2 separate regions of the Anser cygnoides genome follow, and region 2 is linked to region 1. The links are chromatin contacts, called in public Hi-C maps. All regions are on one chromosome and are shown on one strand. The core of a region is the stretch at or near the end of the contact, and the rest is flanking DNA. Distances in the headings are between cores, read along the strand shown. Region 1 has its middle 68 kb from the start of PFKFB3. Region 2 overlaps PFKFB3 (6-phosphofructo-2-kinase/fructose-2,6-biphosphatase 3).

The links. A called contact is a pair of places that touch in the nucleus more often than the background predicts.
Region 2: a Hi-C map of liver shows a contact between it and region 1, with 1.6 times the contacts expected there. The contact joins two enhancer-like sites. A contact is called at or near these places in 2 of 7 Hi-C or Micro-C datasets (blood and liver).

The regions. Positions count from the first base shown.
Region 1 is chr1:4,086,355-4,092,727 of Taihu_goose_T2T_genome, reverse strand. No RefSeq gene overlaps it. Among named protein-coding and RNA genes, the nearest start is that of PFKFB3, 68 kb to the right of the region's middle. Within about 2 kb of position 3,872, at least 1 of the 3 cell types and tissues checked has open chromatin away from gene starts, as enhancers often do. A contact at or near this core is called in liver, where this site is marked.
Region 2 is chr1:4,026,662-4,033,034 of Taihu_goose_T2T_genome, reverse strand. All of the region lies in intron 1 of PFKFB3 (6-phosphofructo-2-kinase/fructose-2,6-biphosphatase 3), which reads right to left. LOC125182647 (a long non-coding RNA gene) reads left to right here. Exons shown (of 4, transcript XR_010833828.1): 1 at 1-494; 2 at 1,132-1,275; 3 at 2,280-2,460; 4 at 5,248-5,466. Among named protein-coding and RNA genes, the nearest start is that of PFKFB3, 8.0 kb to the right of the region's middle. Within about 2 kb of position 3,889, at least 2 of the 3 cell types and tissues checked have open chromatin away from gene starts, as enhancers often do. A contact at or near this core is called in liver, where this site is marked.

The DNA of each region.
Region 1 (6,373 bases), core at 2,623-5,122:
CCTTCATGAAGCCTGTCGCCTTCTGGGGTGGCAGCTGGAGGCTGGGGGCTGCTGTAGAGACTCATATATGATACTGGGCACCTCTGTTGGGAAACTGAATCTGCGCTAAATCCCAACCATCCGGTGTACCCTTCCTTGGTGGGCCTTAAAAATACTTCATGTTCTTTCTTATACTGAGTTTTGAATTTAATAATAATAATAATAATAATAATTTGGATCTTCTGCTCTTGTGACTGCTTTTCAGGAGTATCCCAATTCAAAGGAAAATGAGATATTTCTCCTATGGGGAAAGCGTGGCACTGATGAACTGAGATGCTTGTGGTCATCCAGAAGGCAAAGCTGGAAACTAATCCCAGTTCTCTTGACCATCAATCCAGGCTCCTAACCACAAGGTGAAGCCATGCATCCCAGCCACTGATCTTCAGATCCAGGACAGCATCCAGCAGATCTGCCAGCTGAAGGCTGCCCTATTTCCCACCATGATAGGTAGAAAGGCAGTGAAGTATGTGAAGTATCCAACATCCAATTTAACTAAGCCCAACTTCACTCTTGAACATATTGGAGGGCAAATATCCATCTCATTAATTATTTGGGCCCCTTAAAGAAGGGTTAGGGATGCATGGCTGTATCATACTGCTTCAATGCACAAGTAAGTCCCAGTTGCATTTGTTGCAATGCTCTTAAAACTTGAAACTTCTCCCTTCCCACTCCCCCTCCTGGCTTTGTGCATTGATATTCTCCACCATCACGCTGCACTGATGTGACACTGTGAGTTGAATCTCAATTAGTGGGTAGGGGGTACGGTCCTCAGACAAAAATCCAATAGAAGCTGCCTGCCATTGAAGGGCAGTGAGCAGATAAATGTGTTTGTCTATGAGTGTGAAAACAAATGGAATGGGTTGTGGTTTTACTGGAAGCAAGGTGCCGATAGTGGAAACAGGTCAATAAAAAAATGACTCTTAGTTGCTCTGTGGAAATGTCTGGGAAAACTGAAATGAATAAGGAAAGCAATTTAGCTAGGGGAAAAAATAAAAAGAGAGGGGAAAAAAAAAAGGAAAGAAAGAAAAGAAAACCTGTATTTTATTAAATTCCAGCTTTCTTTCTTTCTTTTTTGAAAATTCATGGGATGCTTGAGAAAGGTCTGGATCATCACTCTTCAAAGCCGATGTTCAAGCCTCATGCACAGCAGCTGCCTTTTTACACCATGTTTCCAATCTGCTTAGCTATCCCTGGGGCTTTCAGGGCTGGTTTGTAATGATTTTTCTGACACAATCTCTAAGTTTTAGTTGGAGCAGCCACTTGCCAAAGGTGTGCAAACTGGGTGAAGGTGAGTCGGAGTATATCCATAAAGGTCTGCGGGTGACTAAGTCTGAATGGAGGTCCCACACCTTGGTATCTCTATGGACCCAGTCCTTAGATCTCACTCTACTGCCCTAATGCTATGGAAATCCCTTACAGTTGGGGTGTCCAGTGCCAGCTGACATGACCTATCTAGCCTCCAGCTGCCAATCCCAAAGGTAGATTTGTTGTCTTGCAGATCCTGGGTCATATCTGCCAGCTCCACGTAGACCTTTCAGGCCTGGAGCAAGTTCGAGCAAGTGAATCAAGGTCCTGAACTGGGGTGAGATGATGGCCACCTCCAACCCTAAATATCTGAAATTGGAAGGTGCCAAAGGGAGGCAGAATGTGTTGCCAGTAAGCCCCAGAAGCTGTGCAGGCATCTTCACCTGCATGTTCTCAAAGAGCTATGCTATTCATTTAATTTTGTACTCTCCACAATGGCTGCCAGAGATAAGAAAGACCACTTCCCAGTCAGGGCAGGATGTTTTGCAAGCTGCGTAACTCCCCGGGCTCATCTCTGATTCACATTTCTGTATCCTCCAAACCTGAGATTTCAGCTTTTCTGCCCAGCAGGTCCTGTTTCACAGCCTTCAAACTATAGCCTTTACGTAACATGTCTCTATCACGTTTATCACTTACACTGTAGTGCAACCCCTCAGAATTTTACAGAACCATTAAATACCAAAGATGATGACTCTCTGGTAAATAAGGAAGGTGTCAAACATGGGCAGTGTTCTTTGTGCTATGTTCTCCTTTGGCTTTTTATTAGACTAGCAAGAAGGAAGTTTGTAATTGCAATGCCCAAACCACCCAGTTTTCTGCGTGGTCTACAGCGCTACCAACAACAGTGTTTGAAACAGAAAACAAGTCAAGTGAGAAAGGAAACACAGGACAAGTGTAGAGACTTCCTTGTTTTTCTGCCAGACCACTTCCTTCCTGCCCTTCCTTTCTGCTCTCACTAATAACCACAGTCTCTTGCTGTCTTAAGTCTCTCTTCCTTGACTCATCCAGAGCCCAGCTCTTCCAAGCAGACACCAAAATCCCACTTCTGGTTCTCTCTGCCTGGTGGAGCTGGCTGGGGACAAATTCAGGAGCTTGATTTGATTGCTTGTTTTAGTAACATAAAGACATTTATTGCAATTTGAGACACCCTTGAATGCTTGAAACATCTGGAAAGGACTTTCAGATGTTGCACAGCACCTGTGGAAGACCAGGGTACCTGGAGAGACACCTGGAACCCACACAGGATGCCTTTCAAGTGGTCCTAGATACTTATGCGTGGAATTAGCTTTCTAGATCCCAAGATCTAGATACCAAGTAGGGGCAGGATACAGGTGCTTAAACATCTGGAAACTTTTGCAGTGCCCAAAGGTATCTGAGACACTTGCTCAAGACTGACAGATGTGATACAGGAACACAGGGGACATCTGCTCTTCTAGCACAGAAGCTGAAGACCAGGCAGGATTGATCACAGAGACTAAGGTGGCAGCAGACATTGGCATCCAGGCAATTGAAAGCTACCCTAGATGTCCAGTGAGTACTTAGGAGCTCAGACATCAGGCTCACATGAAGACACCAACACTGTAAGTATCCAAAGGAAGAGAGGACAGCCTCCAACAATTTTAGGGGTGCCGATTTTAGCTTAAAAATCACATGGCGAGATAGATGCATGCCCTCTGGGCTAAATAAAAACACTGCAAAGCCCCTTGAGGGTGACTGATCCTTTTAGATGGACAGGTGACCATCTGTGATCGGTCAAGTCCTGGTTTAACCTTCCCGTCGTGTCGTAATACACAGTGTGCCATGTGGTTTGGCTCTCTCCTAGAGAGAGCAATCAGAAATGTTGCTATTATCTCCCATGGCTTTTTTTTTTTTTTTTCAGTTGGGCTACAGGAATGAAAGATATGGCTGGGATTTCAGGGCCACCAAGATATTGGAGCAATCTGAAATCATATGGTGCTAATGAACCAGAGAACTCAATGCTGAAGTTGTCATTTAATCATTAACCATCTTCTGAACTGCATTAATTTGGGCTTCAGAGTTATTACCTTGCAGAAGCCTTTGATCTCAGTTTAGGGTGATTTCAAAATCACTTTCAACATATCAGATATGATGAAGCATCCGAGAAAACCGGTGCTTCCCCTTGTTTTCACTGTGCTTCAAAATGGGACAGAGATTTCTTTAGAGTCAGCCAAAAAAGGAAATTGCAAACACCTGAATTCTTTTTTTAATCAAAGTTTATATTTCTACATGTGCTTACAAGATATTACGACAACCTTTCCTGACTTATCCACCATCAACCTTGAGAGAAACAGCCTTCCAGAGCCTACCAGAAGTTGGCATGAGGCAGAAATAAGCCCCATAAGAGGTCAGAGAAGGTTCAAAAGAGCAAAATGAGGACAAAAAGGAAGAAGAACCTGAAACAACAATGCAAAATCATGGGACTGAGCAGCGAGGCATGTGAGATGCAACTGAATCCACTCACTTCAGACCTTGTCGGAGGGTTATGTTGTCGAGGCCATGCAGATGTAGGAGTCAGTGGGAGAAGGAGCCACACGTGGTAGGGGGACGGGCAGCAGAAGAGGGGATGGCATGCTCTGATAGCAGTGACTGCAGTTTCTGGCTGCCTAAACCATTTAGATCTGGACTTCTTGGGTCCCTCTACATCTCTGGGCACAGTTTTGCCTCTTTCCCTTGGGGCTGTGCATGCTTGGGGATGAAGGTTTGCTCTTAGTTTGTCCAGAGAAGTGTCAAACAGCAAAGAGATCCCCATGCCACAGGGCCCCCAGTCCCATGGCTACCACAGGACACAGAAAATATCATGATTTGAGTAGACCAAAAGCACTGTATCCACATTCCCTCTTCTCTCCCACTAATTCATTGCCAAACTTTTCCTTCACTCTGGCTAGTGCATGCAGCATTGGTCCTGCCTTCAGCCTAGGTGTGGTGCAGTGTAGACAGAACCATGGGAAGTGGAGATGAGTCAGCTCCTGGCCGTGGTTCTTTATGTTTCACATACACATCAGCTGCAAAAGACATCCTCAGAAGTTAAAGAGCTAGTTATTTCAGACCAAACTATGAGGAAAGAGAGAAGGAAGGAAGGAAGGAAGGAAGGAAGGAAGGAAGGAAGGAAGGAAGGAAGGAAGGAAGGAAGGAAGGAAGGAAGGAAGGAAGGAAGGAAGGAAGGAAGGAAGGAAGGAAGGAAGGAAGGAAGGAGGGAAGGAAAAGAAAGAAAGAGAGAAAGAGAGAAGGAGAGAAAGAGAAAGAAAGAAAGAAAGAAAAAGAAAGAAAGAGAGCGAGAGAGAGAGAGAGAAAAAGAAAGAGAAGGAAAAAGAAAGAAAGAAAAAGAGAAAGAAAGAAAGAGTGAGAGAGAGAGAGAAAAAAGAGAAAAAGAAAGAAAGAAAGAAAGAAAGAAAGAAAGAAAGAAAGAAAGAAAAAGAAAGAAAGAAAGAAAGAAAAGAAAAAGAAAGAAAAAGAAAGAAAGAAAGAAAGAAAGAAAGAAAGAAAGAAAGAAAGAAAGAAAGAAAGAAAGAAAGAAAGAAAGAAAGAAAGAAAGAAAGAAAGAAAGAAAGAAAGAAAGAAAGAAAGAAAGAAAGAAAGAAAGAAAGAAAGAAAGAAAGAAAGAAAGAAAGAAAGAAAGAAAGAAAGAAAGAAAAAGAAAGAAAGAAAGAAAGAAGGAAAGAAGCAGTCATGTGTCAATGATAAACACAAAATGAGTCACGCCGTAAGAGGCTGCACCTGAAAGGAAATCTAAAACAGCAACTTCCTCCTCGCTGCGGGCTGCAGTTTGCTGCTGCATACAAGGAGTAGAGATAGAAAAGTGAAAACGTCTGCTTTCTGCCTCATGGTCAGACATAACCAGTGTTATAACCAGAGCCGTGCAAAGGCCCCATCCTTCATTTCCCCAGCCAGGGCTGCAGTTGTAGAAGAAAAAAATAATAAATTTCTCCATGCGAGTAAAAGCTTTGCATCAAAACTATGTGATGTTGCCAGTGACGGCAGGCTCGACCACAGCCGAAGTTCCCACAGTGAAGTGAAACTCGAATGTCTTCAGCAGCTCTGGCAAACACATGCCAGCTCTGCCTGAAGCCCTCAGACAGAGACGTTTCCCCTCCACTGGTGCAGGAGAGAGGTCTAATTCTCTGCTAACCTGTTTCTCTGCTTGTTTATACAGAGTTGTACATTGAAATAATTAAGGTCTTGTGGGAAACCTCGACTTTAAAATAGGAGAATATATATATATATATGTATATGTATATAAAGACATTTTCTGTGTAATTTTTCAAAAGTCACACGCAGCCTTGGCATCTTGTTGTTTCAGACACCCCAACCCAGCACCTGGAGCTCAGCCTGCAGGGGCAGGGACAGCCGATGCTGAGCAGCAGGGCCTCCCGGGTCCTTGATTCCTCTGCATCTTTCCTCAAATTTCCCCTTTCTGCTGCTTGCCTAGAGACAAAAACCTCCCATCCCTAGCAAAGAATGGAAGAAAACTGCATGAACTTTAGGAGGCAGGGCCTGTCAGAAGATGCCTGAATCCTAGCTTTAAAAAATATATATGTATGATGTTTCCCACTTTTTTCTTTTCATCTGCAATCATTTGCTGAACTCAGGCAGAATTCACAGTGATTTTTGCCCATCCAAAGCAGTGCTTCACACCAAAAGCCCCCTCTCAGCCCAATCCTGAGCTGAAACCACTTGCCTTTGGAGCCACCGGGAGTCCAAAGCCACTGGCATCGTCCAGCCCTAGCCCATAAATCACAAGATTGGACCTGGTATGAGAACTAACAGAGACCGAAACAGGTCCCGCTCCCCCCGCAGAGGCACTGGCTGCTTTTGCAATTAGAAGAAGGACTCCAGTTTACATTCCAGGGCTGTGGGTCAGACTTGAGTGCTCCTCTTTTACATCGTGAGGCAAGATGTGCCTTCGTTTGCCAACCAAGCTCCACGCTGACATTTAACCCAAGACTACAGTCTGCTCCTAGCCCCAGCCAGCCCAGGCTGCCTCTCAATGCTTGCGGCTTCTTCCAGGAAG
Region 2 (6,373 bases), core at 2,640-5,139, 60 kb after region 1:
TTGCCCAACAGCATCCCACACCTCGATCCCAGCTGAGAAGAACCATGGTTGGGACTAGCACCACTCCTCGGTTCCCTGTTCCCTCCCCAAGGGCTCACCTCTCCATCCAGTTGGCGGAAACCACAAGCCACCAAGAAGTGAGGTCTAAGTGTCCCAGGCTGTTGTCACATGCTTTTAAACCTGAGACCTGCAGGGACTTTTAGGATGTTTGTGAAAAACAACCAAGCGTGTATGGTCAATAGGTTGAAATTCAGAATAGGAAGGTCCACGACTATGCTGAAAGATGTCCAAGGACCAGCCAACTGAAAATCCATCATGAGATGGCAAGGATTTCTGAGTTCTCTGAACCAGGAATGAAAATGATCAAGAGATGAAAGATATCTTGATGAAAGATGAGGATCTGCTCTTGATGGACATCTCAAGGAGGTCTGTCTTCAGCTGTGGGAGCCAGGCTGAGTTTCCATATCTCTTGCTGGAGCTCTGCACAGCCCCAGGTAACCTTTCAGATCTCCTAATGACTTAACCAATTTCTGGAGCTGAGTCTGATGGAAGCAGACTGCACAGTTTGCTGGAATGCAGAGGTTAAATAACCAGATTTTCTTATCAGGCTTTTCTCAAATTTTGTTCTGCATGTAGAGAAAATATTTCAGTTTATCTAATTCCTACCAGAAGTTTTCAATTTATGTATTTTGTTTAATCATTTCCATGCCATGAGACCTAGGTGGAAAAAAGAAAAGTCTAAGATGTTCCAAAAATATTTACAGAATTTCGTTTCTTTTTTCACTGATATTTTCCAATCAGACATGAAAAATATTAACGGGAAATTTCTCTGAGATATTAGGTCAAACTGAAATACGGGGAGCTTGCTGCCAACATATTTTCTCAAATGTATTTGCATTTTCCAAGCCACAATGACAAGCAGTTAACAGCTTCTTGGAGGGGGGGGAGGTAAAAAAAAAAAAAAAAAAGAAAAGGAAAGAAGAAAACTCGGCTGAACATTTAGATTTCTGCCCTGGACTTTAGCAGATAGCAGCCAACTGGCATTTGGGGACATGGTAGTTTGGTAGGGAACAGGAGGGCAGCCACCATGCTTCGTAACATTGGGAATGACCCAGTTTTCTCCCCAGCCAGCTGCTTCCACTTGAGCTAAGAACCAGAGCCATGAGATCTGGGACGCACAGATGGACGCACACGTTTCCCATCCCATTGACCATGAGCTGTCCCCACCGAGTGTGATGGAGAAGGGGGAAAACCACTCGTACTGCACCTGCTTCGGTATTTCTGGCACCACCGCTCACTGGGGAATCAGAGCGCACACTCCTTGCCCTAAGGGGGCTGCAATTTCCCCTTCCTACTCCTCAAACCCCAAACAAACAGCTGCGGGGGGACGTGGGCTCATCCCACGTGTTCCTCTGCACCGTGTCCTCGTGTTCAGCGCCGTGCTGGGGGGCTCAGCACGTCCCTGCTTGCAACGCCCTGGTGCTGACGTCCTGGCAGTGACGGCGAGGTCGGGGTGAGGGTTTCGCATTTCCCTGCCCGGCTGTTTACCCCGGGCTCAGGCTGCATCCAAACAACTGCTACAGCACGTCCTGAGTCACCACGGGCTCTGGCAGCCGGGCGGGTTCGCCTGCCAGCTTCCCAGTACAGAAAGCGAGCCGGGCTCAGGATGAAGGCACAACCTGCCTTTGCTTCGTGCCATGCGTTTATTGCCTGGGTTTGGGTGGTTTGGGGCACCTGAGTGATGGGCGCATCGTTCCTGCTGCTGGGCAAAGCATCGTGATGGTGTGGTTGGAGAGGCTCTGAGGTCAGGCAGGCTCTGGGGTTTGAGAGGCTCTGGGGTCGCCCAACCCATGTGTTGAGCCAACGGGAGCCCCAGTCTGCACCCCTGTGTGTGCTGGCACTCACGGAGGTGTGCATGGAGCCCAGAGCATCTCCCAAACTTGCCAGCTCTGTAAGAGCAAGGTCTTCCTGCAGCCCCAGCTGCCGGGCATCCCACCAGTGTGGGCTTGGGGTGAAGGCAAGGGTCGCATTAGCTGCACTCCCCCTCATTTTCAGCCCATGCTGTGAGCAGGGATGTGCTGTGGGTCCCCTCCCCATCTCGCCTTAAACTGATGCTCCTTCCAGAGGTGGCCAGCCCCAAAAACCCACCCCACACAGCCCACCAAGCCTGGACAAGCACGGCTCCCTCGGGCTGCGGGACACGTGCGGGATCACACGCGATCGCCTCCATCCCTGCTGCCTTCTGATGCTACTTTAAAATCTGGTCATTTTGCATTCAGACAGAGTCAAGTCATCGATGAAACGGGGTGACTAAGCCCTGGCACACATCAGCCACATCCCTCGCTGCTTTGTCTCGTCTCGTTCGTAGCCGGGCCGTTAGCCACCGCGGCGACAGCGCCAACTCAACCCCGCGGCTGCAAGCACAGCCCGGTAGCACAGCCAGAGCCCAAACCAGAAAAGGTACCAATAGATTCTCCAAAATTTGGCTCTCAGACTGTAAATCCGTCTCTAGAAAAGCCCTCTTTCCACCCACGTGTTCTCCACCAAGTTACGCAAATCGCTGCCATTGCAACAACAATTTGTTGGGCATTCTTTGATGGTTTGTTAAATTGCTCTCGGATTCACGGTGTTTGACTTGGGTTAGTTTCTGAGCAGCTCAGCTGCACCCAAAAATTAAAAAAATAAAAAATAAAAAAGACAAAAGAGGGGAAGAGAGATTGAGGAAGAGGAAACCCAGCAGCAACCAGAGGCAATTTCACGTTTAAGAGGACCAAAGGGTTTGCAGACCGTGCTCCCACATGCACGTGTTGTTCCCAGCTCCTGAGGTGGAAACCCACTGCCTGCCTTTGGCAAAGAAACCTTGGAGAAACAAGCAAACATATCACTGCTGACAGGTGCCTCTTCTGCCTTGACTCATCCCACTCAGGGCACGGTTCAAAACACAGCAATTTTGGTAGCAAAGCTGTTTCAGATTCCCTCATCGCACCCCAGAGCCCTGTCCTCAGCTGTCAGCTGGACCTGGGTCTCTAGCTGGGAAATGGACCCAGACTGGAGAAAATATAACAGCTTTTTTAAATTTATTTTTTATTATTTTTTGCAAAGGTAGTGTTGTTTCGCAGTGTGGGTCCGTCCCCGGAGCAGTGGTGTTGGCACAAAACCGGGCAGCATCCCGTGGTGCTGGGGTGAAGGAGCTTCCTTGGGCTGCAAAAGCCCAAACCCCAGCCCCTGCCACATCCTGCTGCTCCTGTTAGAAATCCCTCATTAATCAGAGGGCTTTCTAAGAAAATCATTGAGCAGGATTAAAACCAAGTCAAAAACTCCGATCTCTGCCCTGGGCGTGCTACAGTCTCCTATTGGCATCAAGGTTGGATGTTTGCCCAGGTCACACCCTGGGTTGAAAGGACCAGTTTCCTCCAAAATTATATCCCTGGCTACGATAAATTTATTCTCCACTCATGCAGAGTAAACTGGCAGTGCCCATCTGTATTTTTAGGGGCAGAATAACTTGGTTTCCTTGCATCCCAACACAGAAATCAGCTCTGTGGTGGGCATTTAGTCCCTGCCTTGAAGCCCACGAGCAAGGCACCAGAAGTGCAGGAGCAGCCAGAGCACCCCAGGGACTGAAATTTGTGCACGGGCAGGGGGGCTCCGTCCCCCTTGGGGGCTTGAAAATAGATGTGAGTGCAGGAGGCAGGATGCCCGATTTTACCCTGGAACCACTCGCAATAAATCCTAGCGAGTTTAACAAATTCTGCTGTTTACCAAGCCGAGCTGTTCCCGAGCTTTCCTAGAAATCTCCTCGGTGGAGGAGACCCAGGCACCAGCTCCTGCTGCCCGTGTCCCTGCTGGTGACTGGGGAAGTGGATGCAGCGAGGACATCCTCCTCGCGCACGCGTGAGCAGGGCGTGCACAGCCCGTGCACGCTCCGCGGGCTTGCATGTGCTCGGAAGCCCCACGGCCCCACCATCCGCCGCGTGCCTGCCAGAAAAGAAGCCGTAAACAAGTTTACCCTGCTGCCCTGCAATAGGGCTCTCCCCGGGTCAGCTCGGGCAAGCGAGCTGCCAAGAGGAGTGCTCGGGGAGGGAAATAAATCATCTCGTCTGGAAGGGGTTTTGTGTTGCAGCTGGTTTAACTCCAGCCCTGCCGTGTCCCTGCCCAAAAACCTGCTGCCGGTCCTACCAGGCGAGCCAAAACCAGGGCTGAGGCTGCTCGGGAACACAGCAGCACCTCCTTTTTTTTTTCTAGTAAATTTAATATTTCATGTTCCCCAGCCCCAAAGCAGCGCCGTTTCTACCTGGGTTGTTTCACAGGGAGATATTTGTACACCCCAGCCTCTGCAGCCTGAGCTCAGATAATCTGTTCCCAGAACAAATACAGCTTTCCCCACTTTCCAACCCAAATCTCTCTGGGTGGGGTTTTAACACCTACACGGGCTGATGTTCAAGCCATGTGTCACACTACCCTAAGGTGCGGAGCAGCGATGCACACCGGGATGTCCCTGCCCTGGGACAGGGGACACATGCTGCGTGCTCCGGCAGGGACAGGTTTGATGCGGAGTGCGCTGGAGCTGCAGATAAGGGGTTTGGATCCCTGCCACGCTGCTGCCGGAAAGGAACCGGCAGCAAGACTGCAAGCACCCTGCAGAATTGTGTGCGTGGCCCCAAATCACTGGGGATGCACCGGGCTCCAGTGGGGATGGCACCCGGAGGGATGCTCTGCCCAGGATGGGATGCAGCCAGACACGTAGAGGACAGCGTGATCACAAATCCTGGGGCAGAGCCACCAGCAGGTGCCCCGGGGTTGTCTCACCAAAGCTCCCCATGAAGCCCCAGGGCACGGGGAGGTTGGGGACAGCCCGTTTCGGTACAGTAGCAGTGTCATGGCCATGAGCAGCCAGGTACAGTGCGTCAGACTTGTCGTCCCATGGCATCAAATCACTGCTTTTGCTAGAAATAGCACGGGCTCGTTGCAGCCCTGCGCCTCTCTGCTCGGGTCCTGAAGGTCTCCAAAAAGCCACAGCCACCAGCACAGCGCTGCACCCTCCCCTGCCTCAGTTTCCCTTGCCACAAGTGATAAATCTCAGATGGGGATTAAAGGACTCAGATGGGGATTAAACCCTTAGATGGGGAATAAAGGACTGGGGAGAGGGGCGAAGAAACTCAGCAGCCAAATACGAACCAACAGCATGATGCCCCTGGGGTAAAAACTAACTAAATAAAAATCCCTGATCACCTTTTTTTTTTTCAGCCTTTCAGCTGTGAAAATGTGTCTGTGTTTCATGAACTGCTGGGTGCCCTGTGGAGACTGAAGGCAGCACCCGTGTGCGTGCGTGCACGCACGCGGCAGGCAAAGAGCGATCACGCCTTGCCGGCTGCTGGTTTTGAAATCCTCCCACGTCCCTCGGCGAAGAGCCCGCGGTCATCTGATTTTAGGCGAACACCTCCGGAGCTCGCCTTCACCAGGCGGGATGGCTCCTGCCACACGCAAGAATGCAGGGATGAAGCTCCTGTCATCGCAGCAGGGAGGCGATGGGGAGGGAGGCAGGGTTGTTTTACGGCAAGACGAATTTCCCTGTAGTTGAGGGTGTGTTGGGAAGGGGTGACGCACGCCTAGGTGGGCTTTTTTGACATGAGGTGGTCACTGGGCACGGTGTTCAGCTGGTGGCACGCGTAAAAAGCAGTTGGGTTGTGCCACTGCCTGTTCGTCATGTAAATATGGGATGGGAGAGTCCTCCATCGGTGCAAGAGGGAGGCTGGAGACCAAGAGGAGGGTTTCTTTGAGGGTTCCTCCAGCAGCCCGAGCTGCCTGCTGGGTGTCTGGCCCTGGGAAGGCAGGTTGGAGGCACGTCTGCCTGCTCCCAGCTTAGGGAATGCTATCAGGAATTACATCTTTACGTGGTTTAAATTCCCAGACTCAGGAAGTCTGAGAGGCTCTGACAACCCGCTTAACCCACCGTCTGGTTTCCGTGGGTCCCCAAAATCCCCACTGGACATCACAGCCCCCCTGAAACAGCCCTAAGCCTCCTGCCCCCATTTAAAGCTGGGCGGTGGGTCCAGCTCCAGCACAACCCCTGGACACGGTGACTCCTTAAACCCATTGAAAGCTCTTAATGAATGCTATGAAAGCTAAAAAAAGTTTAATGTCACAAAGACAGTGGAGAGGTCATACTCGTCAAGTGCTTTCCTGGGGTTGAGGAGAGCACGGACGTGCTCGGATGGATGGGATGTGGGCACGGATACCTGTGAGTTTGGGTCATTTGCTCGTGTTTTTGCTCCAGAAGCCAGCGAGGCAAAAGGAGCTCAAATTAAACCAAGAGCCACAAGGAAATCACCCCGGTAAGAAGCACATTCCGGGGGGAAAGCGGGACACGAGG